Regions from separate parts of the Mus musculus genome. Here regions 1 and 3 are each linked to region 2. The links are chromatin contacts, called in public Hi-C and HiChIP or PLAC-seq maps. All regions are on one chromosome and are shown on one strand. The core of a region is the stretch at or near the end of the contact, and the rest is flanking DNA. Distances in the headings are between cores, read along the strand shown.

Region 1 (4,349 bases), core at 1,549-4,048, 1.9 Mb before region 2:
CCTAAATCTCTGTTTCCAAGAACTGGGCAAATCCAGGCAAGTCTAGGCCTCAGAAGCTGCCCTGCCACCTGGCCTGAAGCAAGGACAATGGGTCAGCAGCAGTTTCCAGACTTCCTCAGCAAGTTTCCAGACTTCTCCAGCAACAGCTTCTAGCCCCTCCAGGTCCCAGCAATGGAGTATCATTAGAGATAGCCAAGATTAAGATAGAGGTCACCTAACCCTCCCTGGAATTCCCCTAATGTGCTTTAAAACAGGCCTGGGAGCTCACTTTGGGATCGCTCTATCTTTGTAGATGGTAGACCCCAGCATGCTGAACTTCTGCAAAATAAAACACTCTTTGCGTTTACATATTATTTGAGACTGCAGTATCATTCTTCAGAGAATCAGGGACCCTGTCTTAGTCAGGGTTTCTATTCCTGCACAAACATCATGACCAATAAGTAAGTTCAGGATGAAAGGGTTTATTCAGCTTACACTTTCCACATTGCTGTTAATCACTAAAGGTTGTCAGGACTGGAACTCAAGCAGGTCAGGAAGCAGGAGCTGATGCAGAGGCCATGGAGGGATGTTACTTACTGGCTTGCTTCCCCTGGCTTGCTCAGCCTGCTCTCTTATAGAACCCAAGACTATGAGTCCAGAGATGGTCCCACCCTCAAGGGGCCTTCCCCCTTGATCACTAATTGAGAAAATGCCTCACAGCTGGATCTCATGGAGGCACTTCCCCAACTGAAGCTCCTTTCTCTGTGATAACTCCAGCCTGTGTCAAGTTGACACACAAAACCAGTCAGTACAGTCCCTTACAGTAAGACCAGTTGTCACTAATTCTTCGTTTTTCACTAGCCACACTCAGCGTTAGAGCAATGGAGGCAAAATAATAGAGAATTGAAATTTTTGTTGTTCTGTCCAATAAGTACTGTAAGTGAAGGTGTATATAAAATGGTGACTGTAAGGATGGAGCACAAACTTAATCTAGCAAGAGACCAGTTGTGGCAGGTCTATGGGTTTGCAGACACTGTGAAATGGAGATTTTGAGAATCAGGACACTGGGAGTGAACCAGAAGGGTAGGACTTGTGGTTAAGAGGGATAGTTAAGCTCATGGAGAGGACACAGTTATAATGACAGTTCTAGGATATTCTCATGAGCCTTGGTGGCATAGTAGAGTGGAGGACAAGATCATAGGCAAAGATAATTTAAGGAACGGTGAAGCCAAGCATGTGGAAAAAAGTTTCTGTAATCTTTGAAGCCAATGAGGAGTGAGAGAAGAGGAGCATTGTTGGAAGTAAATATCAGCCAGGAGCTAAACCCATCAAGGACTCAGGGAAGAAAGTGGATGCTAAAATGTAACCTCCAAACAATGTGGGGATAGCAGTGTATTCTGATAGCATATGGTGCAAGAAAGTATACTTACCTGCAATATAACTTCTTCCATACTTTTTCGAGAATAACTTAAATTCTAAATCCAAAGTGCTAGCAGGACTGGTTCCATATGAAAGCTTCGGGGAAGAATCTGCTTATTTGTTCCACATTTTAGAGGCTGCTATCATTTGCTCTCTGGAGGCAGCAACTTTGATCTCTGCCCTCATTGTTCTTCCTCTCTGATTTAGGACTATGTTCCTGTAAGGTTCCTTAGGGTTATTAAGCCCACTTTGGCAGACAGGATTACCTCCCCACTTAAATGTTCTTGATTTAATTTAATTAGCCATTTCTTTTCCTGCCGTATAAAGTACCTATCACAGGTTCTGAAAACAGAATGTGGACATGTTTGTTCGCATGTCCTATTTCTCTCTTGGAATATTTGAGTTCTTAATTCTATTCCCCAAACTTGGCTCTTTATATTTGTTATTTCTAGAAGCACTACCACCAATCTCTGAGTAGGGCTCTCTCTCTCTCTCTCTCTCTCTCTCTCTCTCATTAGTATTAAGAAAGGAATTAAAATTCAGTGCAAATCCTGTTTATTCCATTTCTGAAAACTTATTAATTGTTCATCTGCCATCAAATCTCACTTGGATGATGGCAAGGCCTGGCTTCGCTCCCTGATTCATTACTGCACTATCCTGGTCTAGGCTGAATAGCACTGACATGGTTGTGAACAAAAACTTCCGGAAAGAAACTGCGTCTGACTGTGAAAGGAAATTCCTGAAAGTTAACTGTTTCTGCAAAGACTATTGGCTGATTAGAATTTCAGTACTCTGGAGAGATTGCAATTTTGCTGGTCCAGAGACCAATAATTACCTTATCTTGGGCTAAGTCAGAACTAACATCATGATACAATAGATACAAAACAAACAAACAAACAAACAAACAAAACCACAAACAACCTTTTAGAATCTACTGACTTATCAGGCAACTAGCTTCTACCAATACAAAAGCCGAGTGCCATTAGAGTCATCCTGAGCCTATAGAAAAGCTTCCACTACCTGCTTCTTGTATGTACCCAACAATATATTTTAAACTTGCCTTAATTTGTGACTTTCTCTGCTCTGTAAAACCACAAAAACTTTATGAAACTGCTTCCATGAAATTTGGGGTGACCATATCATTGTTCCAGGGTCATGATCACTCAAAATGGCTTCAGAATAAACTCCTAATCCTTTTAAGATGAGAGCTATGGTTTTTACCTTTCATTTTTTGTTTCCAGCGGCACGTTACATCCGAATTCATCATAAGGAAATAGGTTCTTACTGTATACTAGACAGGGTATGCAACTGTCAGCTCACTGTTGCAGATTAGGGTTAGGCTCCACCCTTGCAGATTTTTAAAAGGAGTAAGGCCGGGCTATATGCAAACCGAGTTCCCATAATGCCTTGTTTTCTTTGGAGTCGAAGGTTCCTGCAAGTGGAAAACTTCCTGGAGCTGACCTACTAGGTATTGAACCAGTTTCTGCATTGCTGAATCAATCTCCCAAGGGTAATTCCACAGAAATCCCAGGGGCTTGGAGTAAACAAGACCGCGCCTAGCCCAGCTAGAGGAAGTTTTATTCCGGAACCCAGCGCCATTTCTGGGTGGGACTGCTTTCTACACCATTTGCCGTAAAACGTTGTTTGAGAACGGTGTGAGGGGAATGGAGGTCTCTTCTCGGAGTTCAGAGCCTCTGGATCCGGTGTGGCTCCTTGTAGCCTTCGGCCGGGGAGGAGTCAAGCTAGAAGTTTTGCTGCTGTTCTTGCTGCCATTTACTTTGGGTGAGCTGCGGGGAGGCCTGGGGAAGCACGGACACACGGTTCACCGGGAACCCGCGGTAAATAGGCTCTGCGCAGACTCCAACGCTGGTCTGGGCTGCCTGTGAGTGCTCAGCGCCCCTTTCCCATGGGTGAGCGTGGGGCGCCCTCTACCCAGATCTTGGGTCGTACGCAGCCGGCAGGAACGCGTGGTCTCCCAGCTGCTTGTCTTTATTAGCTGTACGCTGTGCTTTTCTGTGCTGAATGTAGTGAGAGAAACGGTGTGGGGAGCAGGGGGTTGCAGGAATATTGAGAGATGCAATTTCTAATCCTAGAATTTGGTTATGAGGAAAGTTAATATTTTTGTGTTTCCTTATCTGTGAAATGGAGATATTGATGTCTTTCGTGGTATTGGTATTTAATAGGTGCCATCAAATATCTAACCCAATTTCAGCTCCTTAATTTATTTCTATCTTGAGACATTCCCTATGCACTTTCTCCGAAGGCCTAGACAAACAGGCCCAGGGATACAGTTTTCACACAGTGAGACTGTGTACTTTATCTCCCACCCCAAATCCTCATTAACTCCCTTGAGCTTCCACTTTAAGGAAGGTCCTTCCACTCCCACTCCAAGGTAAGATTTGAAAAGCTAGCAAGCCTCAAGGTGCAATGAAATATTTGCAAGTAGAAAAGACTGTAGAATTTACATATTAAATTTTACTGATGGTTAAGAACAAAATAGAGTGCCCATTTTACCCACCATGAAAGTTCTAATTTCCCTTTCCTTTCTCCTTAATCAGAACTTTCTAAGAGAAAGACTTCCTTGAAGTCTTTTGCATTGTTTGTTTTTTATTGTATTTCCAAAGTTAAATGAAAATGATTTTTTTCCAACATATAGTTATTGGTTACATATTATTTGACTCTCTCTGCCACATAATTAATGCTGCTAAGACTTAAAAGAAAATAACTGAGTCTAGAAGTTAAATCAAAATATGTATTGGAAAGTACATTAACAAAATGAAATGCAGTTTCATTTTTTAAATTATATTATTTTTTCCCCGTTGACCATAGTACTGATCCATTCCTGAGTGCCAGAGAGGAGGATCATGCATGGTCCATTGTAGCTAGCTGGAGAACTGAGAGTATGAGGGATGATGCAAGTTCTTTTATCCAATGTAATGTTGCTGTGTCTC
Region 2 (4,598 bases), core at 403-2,902:
CATGATCAGTTACCTCAGACGTTTCCAGGCCTGTGATGAGGTGAACAGCAGAGCAGAACTTCGTGATAGGGCAAAAGCTCACCTCATGACTAGAAAGTAAAAAGTGGAGAGAAGAGCCTAGATGGACTCTCCCCTCTGAGGACACACTACCAACAGTCTAACTGCCTCCCAATAAGCCCATTCCCAAGATTCTAGCACCTTCCAGCAGTGCTGAGGTGGGGAGCTAGGCTCTGAGATGTGGAACTTTGGGGGATCCAAACCACAGCATATAGATAGATAGATAGATAGATAGATAGATAGATAGATAGATACCACTAGTAGACTAATAAAAGTACCTGGAGCTTTATTCTAGAATAAATTACTTGGGCTGGTAATGCACTCATGTATTCATGCACCCATGCACTCATGCACTCATGTACCCATGTACTCATGAACCCATGCTATGTGACTTTGAACTTGCATTAACATTAGTCCCAGTAGCATGAGTATAGCACCCAAAGAGTACCCAGCCATAGATAAGAATTTGATCTCTGTATACATTTCTATATAGTTTTTAATAAAGTCCAAAAGGATCTATGGCAATTCTGATACAATCTCCTGTCTCCCTGTGTTCTCGGGTATTTCTCACCCTAGGAGCCTCCTTGGTCTGGGTTCTAGTATAAGAATCTGGCCTGCGTGCTTCCTTCCTGCCTACTTCTTGACTTTTTCTCTTAAGAGAATGAGGAAATAGCAGTCATGAAGAGGACTGTGATAAGTTCTCCATGTTAACAAAACTTATCCTAGCTACTTGAATATATCATTATCTGCCTCACACCTGCTTCATACCTGTCTCACACCTGCCTCACACCTGTCTCACACCTGCCTCACACATTTCGAACTGTATAGTCTCCATACTGAGTGGCTTGTTCAGAAGGTTGCAGAGCAGTCCTTGAACTTGTACAAACTCAGTTTCCTGTTTATCTATCCTGAGTTGCTCTGGGATTTCCCATTTGTAAGTTTCTTTTTAATGTATCAGTTCTCTTTAATTTTTCCCAAAATTTCTTAGTTCAATTCACTGGGATTTTTCAGATTCTTTTGGCTACCTGCCTTCTGCCCTCTAGCCCTCCATATTTCACCCCTCCACACTGCCTCATAAAGACATGAATCCAGGATGCCCTCAAGGATCTGGAACTCCACAAAACACACAGATCCTTCAGACCACAGGAGACTCTACCCAATGCCAGTATTGGGAAAAAGAGACTCCAAACAGCTAGATGGTATGAGAAACATCCCTCCTGGGTCTTACCACAGAAGTGGCAAGGTATAGATATGGCCCAGAATTCATCCCTGTGTAGTCCTAGAAAAACATTTTTTTTTAAACAGGGTTTCATGTAGCTCAGGCTAGCCTTGAACTCAATATGGATGATCTTGACCTCCTGGTCCTCCTGCCTCTACTTCCTGAATGCCGGGGTTTCAGGTCTGGCTTTTAATGCTGGGGGTGGAGTCTAGGGCTTTGTGCTTGCTAGGCAAGTAAGCACTCTACCTACCGAGCTACAGCACCAACCAGAGGAAGTGAATACTGGGCTGAAACTGCCAGAGAGCAGACCAATCAGGTAGTTGGAGAGTGGGTGCCTGGGTGGACTTCCTCACCAGCCCTGGAGGCCCCAAGAGTGCAGGGGCCCTCTCAAATTGCTAAGGGCAAGGAGAGGAACTGAGGTTTGTGAACACTGTGGCTTGTGTTTCCTGTTTCAGCATGCTGCTGTGCGAAAATAACGTCAGTATAAGAAGAAAATGGTGAGGGGGTTTAGAAACTTCTTCAGAAACTCGGCTTGACAGCTTCCCCAGCCTTCTGAGACCAGAGAGACCTAGAAAGAAAGGGCTGAAGGCTCTCCTGAGACACTTGAGACAGAACCTGGGACTTGAGGTAACTGTGGAGGAAGATGCTTTGGGATCTTGGTTTGGATCTGCTGACTTAGGGTGGGGCAGAATACGCTCTGCCATGCCAGCCTCCTGCGTAGCAGCAGGTGGTAGAATGTACTCGATGGGGCTTGTATGACAAAAAAACATCCTGTGCTAGAGACCTCAGGCAACCACAGGGTATGGCTCCCAGCTCTGCTCCGTCTGATGGCTTCGGTTAGGTGTGAGTTGCATGGCTTGGTGTTGGTGTGCTCTGCATCCATAACACAAATTAAATGACTTTTCCCAATCCCTTCAATGTAGGGATCCCTGTAACAGGCTCTTCAGCTCCCGCTGAGAACTCTGAACTAAGAAGGCCAGATTCGTGTAGGAAGCCACCCATCATCTCCTCTGCATACACAGCCAGGAGGTAGGTGCAAAACTGTGGCAAGTCAACATGTCTGTAGTTGAGGGGCAGTGTGCTGCTGTCTTCCTGTGCAGGAAGGAGAGCCTTCCCTAGCCAGTACTAGCCCTTCCTCCGAGCTCTAACTAGGCCCTTTCATGTTGGCCAGGGGTACCTCAGAAACTACAGAAATCCTGGGCAGTGGCCTTGTGACCTTTTTCTGAACTACAGGACCAGTTCCTTTTTTTCTATAGCCTGTCCCTGTCCATCAGACTTTCCATAGCCTACTTGCGTTAAAGCAAGCCAGGATGATCCCACCATCCTAGAAGGCTGTGTGGTTCCATACAGGTGTCACGCCACACCCCAGGAGGTGTAGAAGGCTATGGGTTTGGAGACACTCCTCTCTCTAGGGAGCCATTCCTATTGCAACTTCCTAAGCATTAAGACCTAATGATGCAGAGAGTAAAATAGCCATATTTCAGTGGCCCTACAGACAATAGATGGAGAACAGGAAGAGACATCCTCACAGACCTGTTCTCAACCCCTCAGACCTTTCTTCTTCCCGTCTGGAAGGTAGGGAACCTGGGAGCTCCCTCTGGTAAGTCCCACAGTGGGGAGCCTAAGCCCTCACACTTATAATGGCATCTCCTTTCTTCACCTACCTGTTCTTTGACTTCCTGTCTGACCTAATTGAGTTGATGATTACATCCAGACCACACAGAAGTGTTTTGTCCTTGTAACCCAAACTCAGAGACTACAGGAACCACAGTAAAATTATTCCAAGATGGAGCTACAAGCCCTGTTCAGAACTGAGAGTGGGAGTAGGGGAGTCAGAGGGCAAAATTGATCATTCTCTGTCCTACAGTCTGGCGTTCCCTGGGGCATTTGATTCACAGCACCAAGTTTTCAGTATTCAGCGCCAGCCATGATAACTACAATATTTTTATATCTATTATTTTTAAAAGGCTGTCGCTTATCATATGCCATGTGGTAGGTATATGGTGTGGGTGTTGGGTGTTGTCTTTTAAGGTTCATGCCCCTTCAAGGGAAGTTTTAGCCCCATCTTATAAATAAGAACACTGAGGCTTAGCAACCCCCCCCCCCCCACACACACACACATACCTGTTTGGTGGGTATTGACAACCTAGAAGTGAGTCACAGTCTGGCCCCAAAGCAAGGGTTCCCCTCCTTCAGTGAAGACAGAATAATCGGGTGCTGTGGCTTGAAGATGCACATGTATGTAATTCCAAGTCTCCTCTATATATTCATTTATGACAAAACACAAGTAGGCTTTTTGGCTCATTTTCTACATAATTCAATAAACAGGGTGACATGTGGCAGATCTAGGGAGCCCCACAGAGGGAGAGTGGGAAGAAGCCTGAGAGAAAGGCAAACAACACCTCAGTCCTTGGGGAAAGCTCTGCCCAAGGCAGAGAGTGTCCCTCCAGTCCTCTAGAGTCAGATAATTAAAAGTATACAGGACTTAGTCACACAAGAGCCCTCCAGAGAGTGAGATTGCCCAGCAACAGCCATGTGAATGAGTACTGTGACCAGAGGGAGAATAGGAAGCCTGCACAGGACTCGGTCTTGTGCTAGGATAGGCATCAAAGTCCCAACAAAGAAACACAGGGACCTCTCTTCCTGCAGAGTCTGTGCAGCCTATAAACATGAGGGGTCAGTGTTTGCAAAACCATGGAGGAACTGAATTCCTGGGCAGTGGGATAATCAGGTCATAGAGAAGAGGCAGCGGCTGTGACGAGGACCTTCCTCCATCACCACAGTCTGACCCCAGAGGGTATAGGAGGCAGGGTACAATCTCTGATGGCGGGGTGTAGTTCATCTGAGTCCAGCCCTGGTTCCACCAGGCTACCAGAGCCCAAAATAAGTCTAGCCAAATCCATAGCTGATGGGTGAAGATGAGGGTTTGGGGCACTATATGGATGCCAGGCAAGGCCACCTAGAGGGGCATCAAGGGTGACCTGTCCTGAAAACTGTTCCTTGAGGACTTCCCACTATATAGGTTTCTCTTGTCTTGTTTCTTATGATTTTTAGGATTCCTGTTGAAGGCACCCCACATGCTTGATAGATGGAAGATTTGGGGACCAGACTGAGTCTGGCAGGGAGGTGATCCTAAGAGAATAGAATCTCCCCCTCTGAGTCCCTGAACCAGATTCTCTGAAATGAACCATCAAGCATTTTTAAGGTCCTCAACTAACAGACTGACTTGATCAGCAGCTGAGAGTCAGAGCCCAGCACTAGATACACAGTAGATGACAAAGAGGAAAGTTGGGAGTGCTGATGAAGGAATTAGAGCAGGTTT
Region 3 (4,652 bases), core at 1,039-3,538, 1.8 Mb after region 2:
CTCCACAGAGGGTAGGTGTGTATCTGGGCTCGGAAGAAAAAACAGGGTTCAACAAACGGGGATGAGATGGATCATTTCAAGATGTTGGGACAACTGTAAGTATCAAGAAAGAATGACCACTTTGTGGAATACTGTACCTTAACTAGAAGAAGAAGGGGAGGAAGAAGAGAAGAAAGTATTCTTAGTGGGGTTTGTGCCTGGCAAGTCAGGAGTCAGACTGAATTTGAACTCTATTCTGTAGGTACCAGGCAATAAGACAAAGAACTACATGCAACTAAGGAAAAGCTGAGAACTGGAGAGACAGTCTTTCCCAGGGAAGAGCACACTAAGTGGTTATCTAATCCCAAATGGTCACCCCTGAAACATACACATACAGGTAACATTATAAGGATAGAGGTTTTATTTATATACTTAGCAATATATCTATCTTTCTATACATACATACATACATATATACATACATAAACAATTAAAGAAAAAGAGACTATGAATTTGAAAGATGCAAGAACGATGGTTTGGAGGGAAGGGAGAAATGATCTAATTATATTATAATCTGGAAATATATGTAAAAATGGCCTTTTGAAAGGCCAGCTGGCAGTGATCTTGAAACCCTTGAATTATGATGGGTGGATCATTTGCAAATTGTTAAAATAAAAAGCTTTGAACATTATGAGCTAGTCAACTTAATCTGATTGGATGAGAAAGGTCTTTTAGTTGTTGTTGCAATCTGAGCCTCTTTGACTGGGAAGGCTGTATACAACTTTTTATTTTTTATATTTAATTTTATATTAGAAATTTCATACAAGTCTTTTCTGTACATCAAACATATTCCCCTTCCATTAATCCCTTTAATTCCCTTGGACAACTTCTTATGCTTAGCTTTTATTTCGCAAATTCTTGATTTAATGTACCTATGTAAAATCTAGGAATCGCAAGCAAAAGGAAACAAGATATTTATGTTTTTGAAACTGGCTTATTCAGCCTAATATGATTATCTCCAGTTGGACCTATTTTCCTACATGTTATTTCGTTCTTTATGGTGGAAAAATATGTGTATACACACCATATTTCCGTTATACATTCTTCTGTTGTTATATAATTTGGTTAAGCAAATGTTTTGAGTGTAGGTTTAGAACTCTACTTTTGCATACTTCTCGATCCTCCTCAAGCATTAGGCCAGCCTACTTAACCTCCGTTTTTATGTCAAAAGGAAAAGGTGTGGGACTTGCAGAAGAGACTGCAGAGCAAAGGGGGCACTATGGGCAGGCGGGATCACTTTCTGTTGAAGCATCATACGGATGCCCAAAGCTAACATGAGCAGTTCTTGGCTTTAAATATAAAACTTAGACGGAATCTCTTAGGAAGAGATTCCCCAAATCAGCTAATCTGAACTTGACTACAGATGACTGAAGGGCCTCAGCAGAAGAGGTTAAACTTGGGCTAAGTTCGAAACGGGAAACTTCTTTTCAGAGGGCCTAGACTTGCAGAGCTCTCTGAAGTGGTAGAGACGAGCTTGCCCAAACCCCACGCGAGATCAGCGATCAGCGAACCGCGGCGCCAAGACCTCGGGAGCTACAAATGGACTCCCCAACCACCAATTACGCGGTTTAGGACCGGAGAGGAGAAGGCCCGCCCAAGAACGTAGCCCCGCGCTCCGATTGGACAAGCTCATTTCTCTCCCGGGGCTCCTTCGCCTGTCAATCACGTTGCTCTGACACGACCTTGGCCCCGCCCCCGTTCGACTGACGCAATGCTTGGTGTTCTTGGGCACCCCGGCCCTCGCTTCATGTTCTCATTGGTAAGCAGGGCGCAAAGAGAGGGAGGACGCTCTTCTGCTTTCTGAGCTGCCTGTGTAGTTTCCCTCTTAACGCGCTGTCTGGAGAACAATCCCAGCCTGGAGCCTAGCGCAGGCGTACACAAGAGCCGACAGCGGCGCGGCGTTTCCCCTTTCTCCCTCCCGAGAGCTTTCCTTTACAGTTGTGACGCACAAGGCACCCCGCTCACTGCCTTCACTTGCGATTGGTTGTGGCCCGCGTCTGTCACGTAGCCCCTCCCTCCCACCCAGCTATGGACTCTTGATAGACAGCCGGGAGGCCACGCCCCCACCCCCGTCTGCCGCTTAGCCCTGCGATTGGCCGAGGGCACTGGCATGCTTTCCCGCCCCGGCCCCCTCCGGAGACTCCGGAGGCTAGTGGGACCCCGCGGAAGTTGTCAGTCAAACTCCTTCCTCCACCCCCCGCGAGGACCTCCCCCGGGCCGCGGGAGCGCGCACGCACGCGCACCGAGTCCCCCCTCACCCGAACCAGCCACCCTCTCAAGTTGTAGCAGTTGCTTCCCGGGCGTGCTCCGTGGGCGGCCGGTGGGCGCGGGAGGCTGAGCGAGGGCGACGCTCCAGGGATCCAAGGATCCAAGGATCGGGGTACGGGTGGCCGCCCCGGGCGATGAGGGGCCATCGCTGACAGGAGAACGAGCGCTCGGCAGCGGCTCGCGCGGACCCGCGATGGAAGCGCCCCGGGAGGAGGCTCCCGGCCGGGCGGACAGCGCGGGCGGCAGCCGCTGAAGACCTGTCCGGACTCCGCGCGCTAAGGGGCCGCGAGGCGCGCCCGGCGTCCGCACCCGCGCGCTCGCCCCAGCCGTCCAAACTTCGGGCTCGCCTCCGCCCGCCCTCGTCGCCGGGCGTCAGCAACTTGTGCGGCCCGCGCGCCCCCGCCCTCCCCTCCGCCAGCCCCGGGAGGCGGCCGCGCGGCGCGGGGATGCGGCCGTGAGGCGCTGTCGGGTGAGGAGCAGCTCGCGGAGCGCGAGGGCGGCGCGGCCGGGGCCCGGGGCGCAGGGGCGCAGGCCCGCCGTGCCCGTCCCCCGCCGATTGCCCGGGCCAGCCGCCGCGGGAGGCGCCGATCGCCCGGGTCGCCGAGATGTCGTCGCCGTCGCCGCCCGCACCAGTTGCCTGCGCCGCCATCTCGGCCTCGGAGAAAGTGGACGGCTTCACCCGGAAATCGGTGCGCAAGGCGCAGAGGCAGAAGCGCTCTCAGGGCTCGTCGCAGTTCCGCAGCCAGGGCAGCCAGGCGGAGCTGCACCCCCTGCCCCAGCTCAAAGGTAACCCCCGGCCGCCCCTGGCCCGCGCTCCCGGGGCAAGCCCTACTCCCCTTCCCACCTGCGCGCTTGCCCCGCCTGCCCTTGCCTTGGCGATTTCAGGGTCCCCAGAGGTACCTGCGCTCCCTTCCCTCGTCCAGTCTTTCGACTCCCTGCCTCGCTGAGCCTCAACCCTGGTTTTCTCCAAGCTTAGCTAGTTCTTCTCTTTCTCTGTTTGTCCCTCAGTTGTCACATCCAGGGTCCAAACAAACTGCTGCCGAGTTAGCTGGCCTTTAGACGTAGCTATATAGAACTAGCTTAAAACCGGGACCAGGTGACAGATCTTACTGTCTCGTTAGACGTAAATGTTATACCTCAGAAGACCTCGATTGTCTTTGGAGAGGTTATGAAGGAAGAGTAATTTCTTTGCCGTGGAACGGGAACTTGGTTAGCGCGGCTATGCTTCCAAGGACTTTGTAAGGTTTTGTAAGTAATTCAGATTGGTATCCGTGCCTAATGCCTCGCAGGAGTGCTTGGCACTCCTTTTGGCTCTCTTTTCTCACCCGGTTTGGAGGCTTTTCATGAGTTGTTTACTGGCGTTCTTGCTTATTCTTTGAGAATTACTGGCTTTTAATTTAATAATTTTACGTCTTTGCATTTTATGAGCTAGATGTCATTAATGGAAAAGATGTTTATGTTCCTAGATATTTAAGAAATTCTTTGCAACCTGATAGAAACCTAGAGAATGAGTCACAAGGCCAAGAAATAAAAGAAAGGCTCATGCCAAAATAGATAAATGATCAGCAGATTTTTCAATTCTTTTGACAAAGATCCAGCATCCCTTTCAAGGCCAATCTGGTTGTGATTTGTCTTTGAGTCTATGAATCCTGACTTAGTTTGGCAAGGAGTGTAAAGAAAACCCTAGATCAAATCAACAGTTGACCAGCAACAGCTTGGAACCCCATTTAAACTCTACATCTGCCTCTCGGGGTGCTTCTGAATTAAGGATATACCACTGGTAGAATCACACAGACTTTTGAAAATAGTTTATGTTAGGTGTGTGGTGTCTCATTTGTTGCTTTATTGCTCTTTACCATACTAGAATTGTTCAAATTGATACAGCACTGTCAGTGGAGTGCAGCCATAGCCTAAAATAACTCTGTCCTACCTGTTAGGATAGTGAATTGCTACTCAGAGGTTTAAGCTTTTATACTTAATTAAGAGTTATTTTATCCTTTGTTTTTCATTAGTTTATCCTGTTAATTTTAGTTTGAAGTCTCGATACTAGCATTTTTCTTATGTATCTAATTTGCTAACGTGGTTTTCTTCTTCTTAGTGTTGTACTTCTTAGTTCCTCTGCTAGTAATTGAATTTTAAACATCTGGTTAGTCTTGAGATGCCTCTGTAGTAGATTTTGCCTTTAAGACGGACAGAAATCCACAGAATCAGTAATCAGACTCAAAGTTACCTGATGTTTGGTTGAAGATGTAGCAGGAACTGCCAATGTTTTCACATACAGAATTTGGTCAGTAGTAGAAAGAAATTGAAATTTGCGTGTATAGTGTTCCCCATAAGGTATTATT

What was found. Hi-C and Micro-C count contacts between places; a contact is called where the count stands out from the background. HiChIP or PLAC-seq counts read pairs in DNA pulled down with a chosen protein or histone mark.
Region 1: a contact with region 2 is called in an H3K4me3 HiChIP or PLAC-seq map of pro-B cells, with 4 times the contacts expected there. The contact joins the promoter of Cr1l here to the promoter of Traf3ip3 in region 2. A contact is called at or near these places in 1 of 39 promoter capture datasets (embryonic stem cells) and 2 of 115 datasets of contacts at active chromatin or transcription factors (large pre-B cells and pro-B cells).
Region 3: a Hi-C map of B cells shows a contact between it and region 2, with 8 read pairs. The contact joins the promoter of Ppp2r5a here to the promoter of Traf3ip3 in region 2. A contact is called at or near these places in 1 of 39 promoter capture datasets (pre-B cells), 2 of 484 Hi-C or Micro-C datasets (B cells and CD4 T cells) and 1 of 115 datasets of contacts at active chromatin or transcription factors (thymic regulatory T cells).

Annotation. Positions count from the first base shown.
Region 1 is chr1:195,130,019-195,134,367 of GRCm38.p6, reverse strand. It overlaps Cr1l (complement component (3b/4b) receptor 1-like), which reads left to right and starts at 2,798. Exons shown (of 10, transcript NM_013499.2): 1 at 2,798-3,180. The coding sequence starts at 3,063. Gm32313 (a long non-coding RNA gene) reads right to left here and starts at 2,924. Exons shown (of 3, transcript XR_865921.3): 1 at 1,410-2,924.
Region 2 is chr1:193,198,600-193,203,197 of GRCm38.p6, reverse strand. Traf3ip3 (TRAF3 interacting protein 3) reads left to right here and starts at 1,652. Exons shown (of 16, transcript NM_153137.4): 1 at 1,652-1,903; 2 at 2,200-2,305.
Region 3 is chr1:191,394,677-191,399,328 of GRCm38.p6, reverse strand. It overlaps Ppp2r5a (protein phosphatase 2, regulatory subunit B', alpha), which reads left to right and starts at 2,288. Exons shown (of 13, transcript NM_144880.4): 1 at 2,288-3,093. The coding sequence starts at 2,913.